Regions from separate parts of the Macaca mulatta genome. Here region 2 is linked to region 1. The links are chromatin contacts, called in public Hi-C maps. All regions are on one chromosome and are shown on one strand. The core of a region is the stretch at or near the end of the contact, and the rest is flanking DNA. Distances in the headings are between cores, read along the strand shown.

The links. A called contact is a pair of places that touch in the nucleus more often than the background predicts.
Region 2: a Hi-C map of fetal cortical plate shows a contact between it and region 1, with 6 times the contacts expected there. The contact joins the enhancer-like site here to the promoter of TRABD2A in region 1. A contact is called at or near these places in 8 of 14 Hi-C or Micro-C datasets (CD4 T cells, blood, cortical neurons and 4 more).

What each region holds. Positions count from the first base shown.
Region 1 is chr13:39,528,872-39,533,907 of T2T-MMU8v2.0, reverse strand. TRABD2A (TraB domain containing 2A) reads right to left here and starts at 3,253. Exons shown (of 7, transcript XM_077959158.1): 1 at 3,147-3,253. The coding sequence starts at 3,191.
Region 2 is chr13:39,936,992-39,942,047 of T2T-MMU8v2.0, reverse strand. All of the region lies in intron 1 of DNAH6 (dynein axonemal heavy chain 6), which reads left to right. Among named protein-coding and RNA genes, the nearest start is that of DNAH6, 32 kb to the left of the region's middle. Within about 2 kb of position 3,442, at least 4 of the 40 cell types and tissues checked have an H3K27ac peak or open chromatin away from gene starts, as enhancers often do. A contact at or near this core is called in fetal cortex germinal zone and fetal cortical plate, where this site is marked.

The sequences.
Region 1 (5,036 bases), core at 2,004-4,503:
ATAAAATAAAATAAATTTTAAAAAAAAGACATTAGGCAGGAATAGGAAAGAATACTAAGAGTTCTGTTATGATAAGAAAAGAAACTCAACCTGCGTGGTGCTCAGGGTAAACCCTGCAGTGTCTAGGGGCCAATTTGGGCTCAGAAGACCTCTCTAATGATTAACCAACCATGAAAACCAAACCAGCTCTCAAGCCTACAATCCTGCAGACTCCTATAAGGGCTGCTGCACTGGATTGGAGACTGGATCCCAGGACTTCCCCTCTAGAATCTCAAGACCCCAACCCACTGAGGGACCCAACCACAATGCCCTTACAGCATGTAGGTCAGACATACAGCATGTGTGCCACTGATTGGCCTTCCCAGTTCCGCAGGGGGTAAGACAGAGTTTGCCCACAGAATAGAACAGCGATTCTCAAAGTATGGTCCAAGGACCTGTGGGTGTGCCGAAGAGCCTTTCAGGGAGTCTATAAGGTCAAAATTGTTTTCACAAAACTAAAATATTTTCCTTTCACCGTCATTTTCTCACAAGGTACTGTAGAATTTGCTGGAGGCTACACGTGTGTAATGAGGTCACTGCTCTGATGGCTAATGGAATGTGTGCTATGTTGTGTTTTATTAATATCTCCATTAATTCACATAAAGTAAAAGTCTTTGAGGTTTTCAATACTTTTTTTTTTTTTTTTTTTTTTTTTTTGGATATAGGGTCTCGCTCTTTCACCCAAGCTGGAGTGCAGGGTGCAATCACATCTCAATGTAGCCTCCACCTCCCAGGCTCAAGGTTTCCTCCCACCTCAGCCTCTGGAGTAACTGGTACTGCAGGCACATGTCCCCACGCTGGTAAATTTTTTTTTGGTTTTTTTTGTAGAGGCGAGGGTCTCCCCATGTTGCCCAGGTTGGTCTGCAACTCCTGGGCTCAAGAGATCCATCGCCTTAGCCTTCCAAAGTGCTGGGATTACAGGAGTGAGCCACCATGCCGGGCTTCTTTGATAATTTTTTGTAATGTAAAGGAGTCCTGAGACCAAAAGGTAGGACAACCGATGGACTAAAGGACTCATAAAGACAGATTCTAAAGGAGAGAAATCTTATCCTGACTCACTCGTCATAATTACCCGTTGGTAATAGGTTTTACAGAAGTGAAAGACATCGTGCTTTCTTGTGAGGAGATGGACTCCTGCCTTGTCTAACAAGCATGAAGCGGCCACTCCGAAACAGAGTTTGAAACCATGCCTGGTTGCAGACTCCCCTCTCCAGCTGCTGCGCTTCCTGCCTTGGTAGAGGGCTGTCCGCAGACTCAAGACACCTTAGAGAGGTGAACACCGTGCGTCTTCCCAGCCAGCCCCGAGCTCCAGGATCGGCTGTATTTGGCCGTCCTCTGCTTTGCGGCAGTTGGGATGAGGAATAGAATTGCGAATGGCCAGGGGTAGAGGCAGACCGGGGAGCTGCGCAGGTGTCATCAAAGATGGGCGGACCTCTAAATTCCAGCCCCACTCCCCCCACCCCCAAACCCCCCAAACCCCCGCGTCGCGGGCGCACCAGAAGGATAAGCCTGGCATGGCCCTCCCCAGAGCCAGGGACGCACAGAGATCAAACCCACCGGAACAAATGCTCGAAATTCAACCTATGCCGCACTCAGAAGAGAGGGACTCGAGAACCACAGAAAATTATAAGGGTAGGAAAACTGATCAGAGAAGGAGATATTCATCTCGAAAGAGCTCCAGCCTCGGAGCTCCAGCCTCGGAGACGCAAGACCTGTCCGCTATAGAGCTGGACCTCCCTTGCCTGGGTTTCCCTCACCTGCAAAACGCTGATGCGAACATCTAAAGCGCCCGGCTGGACACGCAAGGCTCAGGCAGTGGTCACTCCACGAACGCACTCTGTGACCTGGAGCACACAGGTCCCCCGCTGAGTGTCAGTTTCCCAGATCCGTAAAACAAGGGAAATGGCTTCAACTCCCTAAAGTCCCTTCTAACTCAGGCACTGAACATATAAAGGTTAAACCAAGCAGCTGCAGGGCGCTGTTAATATTTTGATAAGAGCAGGTGAAATTAAACGCTTAAGGAAGAGAGGGAAGAAGAAACTTCAAATAAATGTGCCCAAGTTACTGCTCCGCTACGCCCTAGCGGATCGGTCCCCCGAAAGCTCGCGAAAATGGCTGGCGAGACCCCAGGGGCCCCCCGGACGCCCTTGGGCTGGCGGAGGGCAAAGGCCAGGGCACTGAGTCCCTTGGAGCCTGCTGGCCGCGCCCCTGCGGGAAAGGGGAACCCGAGGGCACGGAAAGGCGCGCGAGCAAGGAGCGCCGAGGTGCTAGGTGAAAGCCCAGCTGCGGAAGTCGGCTCGGGGTCCGAAAGCGCTGCTTCGCGGGGTTCGGAGGGAAACCATCCCAAGGAGGTGCAGAGAGGCCACCTCTCCAGCACCCGACGCGCGTCTTACTTGGGGCTTGAGCTCGCAGTTGGCGGCTCCAGGCGCCCCGTGCCGCTGAGCTGCGCCCGTGGGCAGGAGGCAGAGGGTCTGCAGCAGGAACCAGCTCCAGGGACTCATCCTCCTCACGGCGGCTCCGAGGCCCGGAACGCAGAGGGAAGGAGTAGGGCAGCAGTGGCCGGCCGCCCGCCCTGGCTAGCCGGAGCCGCGGTGCCGCCTCCGGGCGGGGCTGGGGTGAGCCCGGCAGCGGCGGCCACGTGGGGCCGGGCCCCGACCTCCCTCCCCCCACCCCAACCCCGCAGGTCAGCCCCGCGCCTAGGCTGCCGCCGAGTCCCGAACCGCGTTTCTCCCGCCCAAACCCTGCCCGGGCCGCAGCCCACCTCGTGTGACCGCAAGAGGGGAAAAGTGAAGTTCCAGCGCTGTCCTAAATTCAACCTAAAATCACATTGGTTCCCGCGTTTACGTCTGTGCTTGTGCTGCCAATTTTGAGGGGAGGGTGCCTCTTGATTGAAAGAGGCAGACAAAATAAACAAATGAAAGGCTATCTATAAAGGACAATTCATTTAAACAAAGGAAATCTCATGGAAGTTTTGAAAATCCAGGACCACAAAAGCCTGCACTCCATTAAGAGCCCTCTTAAGGGATTTTTGGGAATAATATTAAGGATGTTAACACCAAACTCAGAGGATTGCTACAAGGATTAAAAAAGGAAATTTATGAGAAAACCTTGATTGGCGAACATAGCAGGCCTGCAGACTGCAGTCGCTCCATTTCGGCTCCAAAGCCCCACTGAGGATTTTTCACAGCATTGGTCCATCAGGAAGAAAAAAAATTATAAAAGCAAGTAGTTGTGCCCCGCCTGCCGCACTTCCTACCCATGCCTGAGCGCACTTTACCACCACCTTTTAAAGTCCAGAATTCTGCACGATTAACTTCGGAGTGGTGTTCGCAGGGGCATTTGTTGCAATGGTCTTTAATTGTTTTAAGTCGCTGTCCATTTTGAGAATCTGATAACTGGACGATCTCCTAGGGAAAAAGAAAAAAGAGGGGGGCAGATTTGCATACAATGCGGGGAGAGGTTTTCTGAAGCCGGTTTCCAGCTTTCCGGTAAAGAATCCCTGGCTTTGAAGAGCCAAGTCTTTCGAGCTTTAACTCCACCAGCAGTTACGGTTCAGATGTTTTTGTAAAATCGCTAACTTTTTTCTAAGTTTGAGTGGGGATTTGCCTTCTGGAATTGACTGTCTCCTGTCTTCAGATGACTGCCCCATGTCAGCCCGGCGGCGATCATTAGTCTCCGGGCCAACCCAGGACGCTGCTCTTTGGCGTTTTCAGGCGCCAGCGCTGCCACCTGCTGGCAAAAACGTTCTCTTTCGGTTGTGAGGGGGAAAAGCAAAAAGCATCAAGAACTTAAGTTGCCCTGAGCTAAGATCACACCACTGCACTCCAGCCTGGGCCACATAGGGAGACCCTGTCTCTTATTTAAAAAAATAAAAAGAAAGAAAGAAAACCTCGAAAGGATGTAATTACCTATTATTTCATGTTCTCTCTCCCACTCCAAATGTATCAATCTGTGTGAACAGAGAGTAGCCCAGCTCTCTCTGACCACACAAAACATAGCTGAATTTGTTCATTTTCTCCTATTGTTTGTCTCTCTTTCATTTTGTTGGTTTCTGCTCTTACCTTTGTTAGTTCCTTCTGTTTGTTTACTTTTGGGTTTAGGTTGCTTTTTTTCTGCCTTCTTAAGGTGGTACCTTAAGTCACTGACTTTAAGCCTTCTTGCTTTTGTAATATAAGCATTTAAAGCTATAAATTTCCCTATAAGCACTGCTTTAGCTACATCACCCGAATTTTGAAAAACTGTATTTCATTATCTTTCATTATCTACTTTCCCTGGTGATTTTCTTCTTTGCCCGTGGATTATTTAGAAGTAGGTTGATTTCCAAATTATGGAATTTTCCTAAATATTAGGTTGGTGCAAAAGCAATTGTGCTTTTTGCAATATCAATAGATTTATAATCCAATTCCATTGTATTCCATTGTAATCAGAAAACATACTCTGTATGATTTTGATTATTTGGAATTCATTGGGACTTGTTTTATGGCTCAGCATATGGTCAGATACTGAGCATGAAATATCATCCACATCCAAAGTACCTAGATAATTTTGTTTGGTTCTGACATTTTTTAAATGAAGTGGGGTTTTTTTCGTTTTGTTTTGTTTTTGTTTTTTCTCTTAGCCACACCCGTCATCAAGTAGGATTTATTCTGTAAGACACTCGGTATCCAAACATCCTGTAGAATCACATCTACTCTACTTACATTGCTTCCACAGACATTCCTAAGTCCACTATCATCCCATAGTGCTGACCCAGAACAGGCTGACATGGCCTGGTCCTCACTTGCCTCATCCAGACATCTGGGTTGCAGGCCTTTCTGCCTTTCCCTTCCTGGTTAGGAAGGAGATGTTAAATGTACCTATGACCTCTCTGCCTATCTGCAGAGTTTCTGGATCAAGTTCAGCTCCTTAACTTGAGCTTTGTTACTGGACCATACCTCTGGCCACCCATTGCCAGAGCCCTGAATTGCTTCTGAACCTTCCCCTGGTCCTTTCTCTTT
Region 2 (5,056 bases), core at 2,193-4,692, 410 kb before region 1:
TTCTTTCTTTAGAAAGGCACAGGAGTCAGAGTGATGCTGAAAAAAATTATTCCTTACAGATGATATACTTTTGAAGTTAAAAGATATGTATCACCTACACCTACAGACGCAGGTTTAATAGGTACTGAATGGAGCTTAGGCTTTAGGATCCTTGCTTGGACAAATTCCTTCCAAGGCCCTGCAAAGGCCCCAAGCGATATCTTCACATACTAACAAGTATTCTTTCTCTTTCCTTTTTTTCTTTCTTTCTCTGTTCTTTCATTCTTTCTTTCTCTTACAGAAACTCCATAAAATTAGCTCTGCCTTGCACCTCCTTATTCTTAAGGCTTTTTAGAGAATATGGTCTGTGAACTTGCTAGAATTCACTCTGAATTGGTTAGACCCACAGTTCACTCCTTGACCCCATATTTGTTTAATCTAGAGCAGTGTTCTCAAACTTAAACATGCCTCAGAATCACCCAGAAGACTTGTTTAAAAAATGGGTTGTTAGACCTCATCTCCAGAGTTTCTGATTCAGTAGTTCTCAGATGGGGCTGCAAAATTTTCATTTCTAACAAGTTCCCAGGTAATGCTGATACTGCTGCCCAGGGAACACACTTTGAGAACCACTAACATAGAGACTCACTATCAACAGATGCTTGAAATGACACCGCTGTTGATGTTTCTGAATCTTGTGTCCCTCAGGCCCTAGTGAAGACCAATACCCCCACCATACACTATGAATCCCAGAACAAAGCATTTTTTCAGTTGTTTACATTTCTTTAATACTTGGACTTTTTGGCCTGAAGCAGCAGCAGAAATGTTTGTATCTACCACATACTGTTTTCCGCAGAAATAGGATATGTCTTTAGTGTTCAACTTTCATGTTATTGTGCAACTTCTTCCAGAAAGCCTTAGCTGCATGGTTTCTTTCTTTCTGACTCTTTCTTTTCCTTCTCCTTTCTTTTCTTTCTCTTTTTCTTTCTTTTCTTTTCCGCTTTTTCTTGTATAATTTAATGTATATTCAGTAAACAGCACCCTTTTACTGTACAATTCTTTGCATTTTGAAAAAGGTACCCAGTCATATAACCATCACCACAATCAAAATATAGAACTCCTCCCTTATCTCCCAAATTTGCCCCATGCTTCACTGAAGTCAACCCTCCTCTTACCTCTAGCCCTTGGTAATCACTGACCTATTTTCTATCGCTATAGTTTTGCCTTTTCCAGAATGAATATGAGTAGAATTATGAATATATTATTTATTTTTAAGATGGAGTCTCACTCTGTCACCCAGGATGGAGTGCAGTGGCACTATCTCAGTTCACTGCAACCTCCACCTCCCGGGTTCAAGTGATTCTCCTGCCTCATCCTCCCGAGTATCTGAAACTACAGGTGTAAGCCACCACACCTGGCTAATTTTTATATCTTTAGTAGAGACGGGGTTTCACGATGTTGGCCACGATGGTCTCAAACTCCTGACCTCGAGTGTCCACCCACCTCCACCTCCCGAAGTGCCAATTTACAGGTGTGAACCACTGCCCCGGCCCATGAATATATAATTTTACTTGGGTTTCTTTCACTTAGCATAATGCATTTGAGATTCATCCAAGTTGATGCATATTAGTAGTTTGTTCCTTTATATTGCTGAGTTGTATAGTACATTGGGTAAATGTACCGTGGTTTGTTTATCAGTTCATCCATTGATAGATCTTCAGATTGCTTCCAGTTTTGGAGATTAAAAATAAGGTAGCTATAAAACATCTGCAATACAGGTTTTGAGGTAACCATACATTTTTATTTTACCTAGGAAACTCTCCAGGAGTGGAGTAGGCAAGTAATCCAGAGAGCGTATTTTTACCTTAATAAGAAACTGTCAAACTGTTTTTCACAGTGTCTGTATCATTTTGTATTTCCACCAGCAATGTATGTGAGTTCCAGTTTCAACTATATTTTTAACATTTTAACCTCTTACTTTGGTTCCTGTGGCAGACATATTTTCCATATAGTTTCTTTTTTGCCTATTCTTTCTTGTCAGTAGAATCCTAAGTTGTTTCTTTTTTAGGGTGCGAGGGGGAGTGGCCATGAGCCCAGGGAGTAGATCATGACTGTTAAAAGCCACTTACAACAATTCTGTTCTCTACTTTCTCAGCATTCCTTTCAGCAAAGTGTGACTATTGGATCCAATGAGACATAAGTCCAAATCAAACATAGGAGCTTCTGGGAGAGCTTTTACTTTTTTGCTATAAAGGGACGAGTATAAGTATAACCTTATTCCCTTCATTCTACCTTCATTGTGGACATGATGGCTGGGACTGCAGAAGAAGTGTTCTTTCTCCCAGATCCACATTTTAAAATTCAAGATAAAGACTCTGATCATTGCATTTTGAATCATGTGCCTACCTCTCAAGTTGTTTTTTTCTGTTGAATGTTTTGGTTTCTGTCTTTGGTGTTAGAGGCTTTCCTTGAATTTTCTAACAGTCTTTAGTTGTCTGCCTATTTTTAAGACAGGGGGTCTAAAAACACAAAACAGTACCCAGGTAAAACTTGTTTACTGTATGCTTCACTGCAGGGTTGATCTGGCTGGGTCACTTAGTCGTAGAACCTGGCTGCCCACACATTCAGGTCTTTCCCCTTGCGCTGGTCAAATTTCTCCAAGAAGATTCTCCCAGTCTACTGCTCAGAAAGTGGAGGTCTAACTACCAGTGCTTTGAGGCTAGGGTAACCAGCTCATCCTTGTTTGCTCAGGCCTATCAGAATTTTAAAACAGAAAGACCCCATCCTGGGAATGCCTTAGGTCTAAAGAAAATTGAAATGATTCAACACACTATGTCACCATTCTGGGAGCTAAGAAGGGAAAGAGGGTTGGGTGATCTTGTCATTTTGCATGTTCACATTCAGATAACGACACTGTTTTTAGTAGGTTACCCACCTTTGGGTACCTTAAGGACAGTGCCTACTGTCCCTTAGAGTAGAGACATTCTGTTTTACTCACTCCAGAGAATAAATTTCCAGTCTTGTCCTGGGATTGGAGGAGGATGGAGCAAATCTGAAGACTCATTCAATCCTTGAACAGACTGTCAACCAGTCCCCTTGTTTAAACCCTTATTTCCAGACCTGTGTGGTGCCATGAATTCCAGAGGCTTCAAGGATTCTATTATATATATTAGTTGGTTATTCTCTTTTCTCACCATTGCTTAGAGTCCACCTTTATTTTGTGTCTGTTAAATCACTTACCATTCATACTTCATATTTTTGTTTCTTTTCCCATTCTCCTAATTTTTCTGAGTTTCCAACTTTAAAGAAATTCTTGTAGTGGGGTTTTAAGAAGAAATAAAAGTAGTTTGGTATAGTCAAAATGCCATATTGCTCTTACATCTGTGGGAATAAGCTTGTCATACACTTTTTATCCAAATACCTAAGTGCCTCAGGGAATGTAATTCTCAGAGCTTACTGCTGTTGCCCACTGTGTGTCGCTATCTTCTTACCATTTGAAACCACAATTTCTGGAGTCTTTCTAGTATTAACGTACTGAGTTCCAATATGTCTAAAGATAATAAAAAATAATGACACACACTACAAAATCATAACACAAGCAAAAGCTGACAGCACTGAAAAATTTTCTAGAAGATTTACTCTCCTAAAATTAAAATGGTAGTTTATCTTGACATAGTGACCACTTTCTATATATACTGTATATTCTATATATTTTCTATATACTATATGTATATATATTTACTATAGCAGGGGTTGGAAAATCTTTTCTTTAAAGGACCAGATAGTAAATATTTTCATTTACTATTTTAAAGGCATGGCTATGATCCAATAAAACTTTATTTACAAAAACACAGGTGGACGTCTGGATTTGACCCATACATTAGAGTTTGCTAATCCCTGCTCTGTGCTATATGTAGATAATATATGTATACAGATTCTGTACCGTAAGTATAGATTATATACCATATGTATATTTTTAAACAAAATGAAATAATGTATAATATTCTGAAACTCACATTTTCACTTAACACTATATTGAGTATATTGCCTCATTTCATGTCGATACATATAGCTCTCCTTCTTTGTTTTAATTGGCTAGAGCAACTTATTGGGAATTATAGTTTAGATACTATATTTTATTTAAATATAGCTTCCATAAAAATCCTTAAATAAATATCTTTGTGCCTCTGATCACATATTTTTAAAGTCAAATTTATAAAAGAGAAACTACCTTTAAAAGATACACGTAGCTTTCAAAACTCAACAAATGCTGAAAAATTTCTCTCCAAGATGCTGTGCTAATTTGAACTCTATAAGCAAAAATCGTTGGCCGAGCCTACATAGTTGAAATTCCTGTAGTTAAAAAGTTATGTAAATGAGTCATCACTGAACGGCTCCAGAAGGAATCAGCACTAGAAGACTAAATGGCTATGCAAGTGACGCAGATGGTTCAAGAGGAATCTAGGCTGGGACATCCTTGTTAGACACAACAGCTTCAGGCCCAAAGATGAGTAAAGGGGTGAGATGCTGAGATCAAATATTCTAACAAGGAGAACTGATATGAAACGGGTCCACGATAGGCTGTTTGTTCAGTTTTAAGAGACCGTAACAACAGACAAGGCTCCCCACCAAGGCACACAGGTGTGTTATGGTCAAGCACGAGGGACTAAGGCCACAGTAAGAACAGGAGTGGTTGTCATTAGTTTGAGTTTGGACTCAAAGGCAAGACAGAATGGACAGAGTGAGATCAGAGGCAGCAGTTGCAGTTTGTAGGTTTTCCCCGACGGCCACACTGAGGGAAGGGCTGTCTTTGTGAAAGGATGTGGTCCTAGGAGAAGGGGGTGGGGGACAAGAGTCTGGCTCCACTGGAGACAAAGGTCCAAAAAACCTCAGCCCAGGACTCACACATTGGTCTGTCTCTGAGAGCTCAGGACACTATTAGTGGTAGCATATGAATGATCTGAGACCCTGGGACCATCAGTGTTGATTTGTTTGCTGGATACAGATTCTCTATAATGTAGCATCTGACAAAGGCCATGACTAATATCCTGATTTTCAGGAAGCAAAAAGGAGACATTAG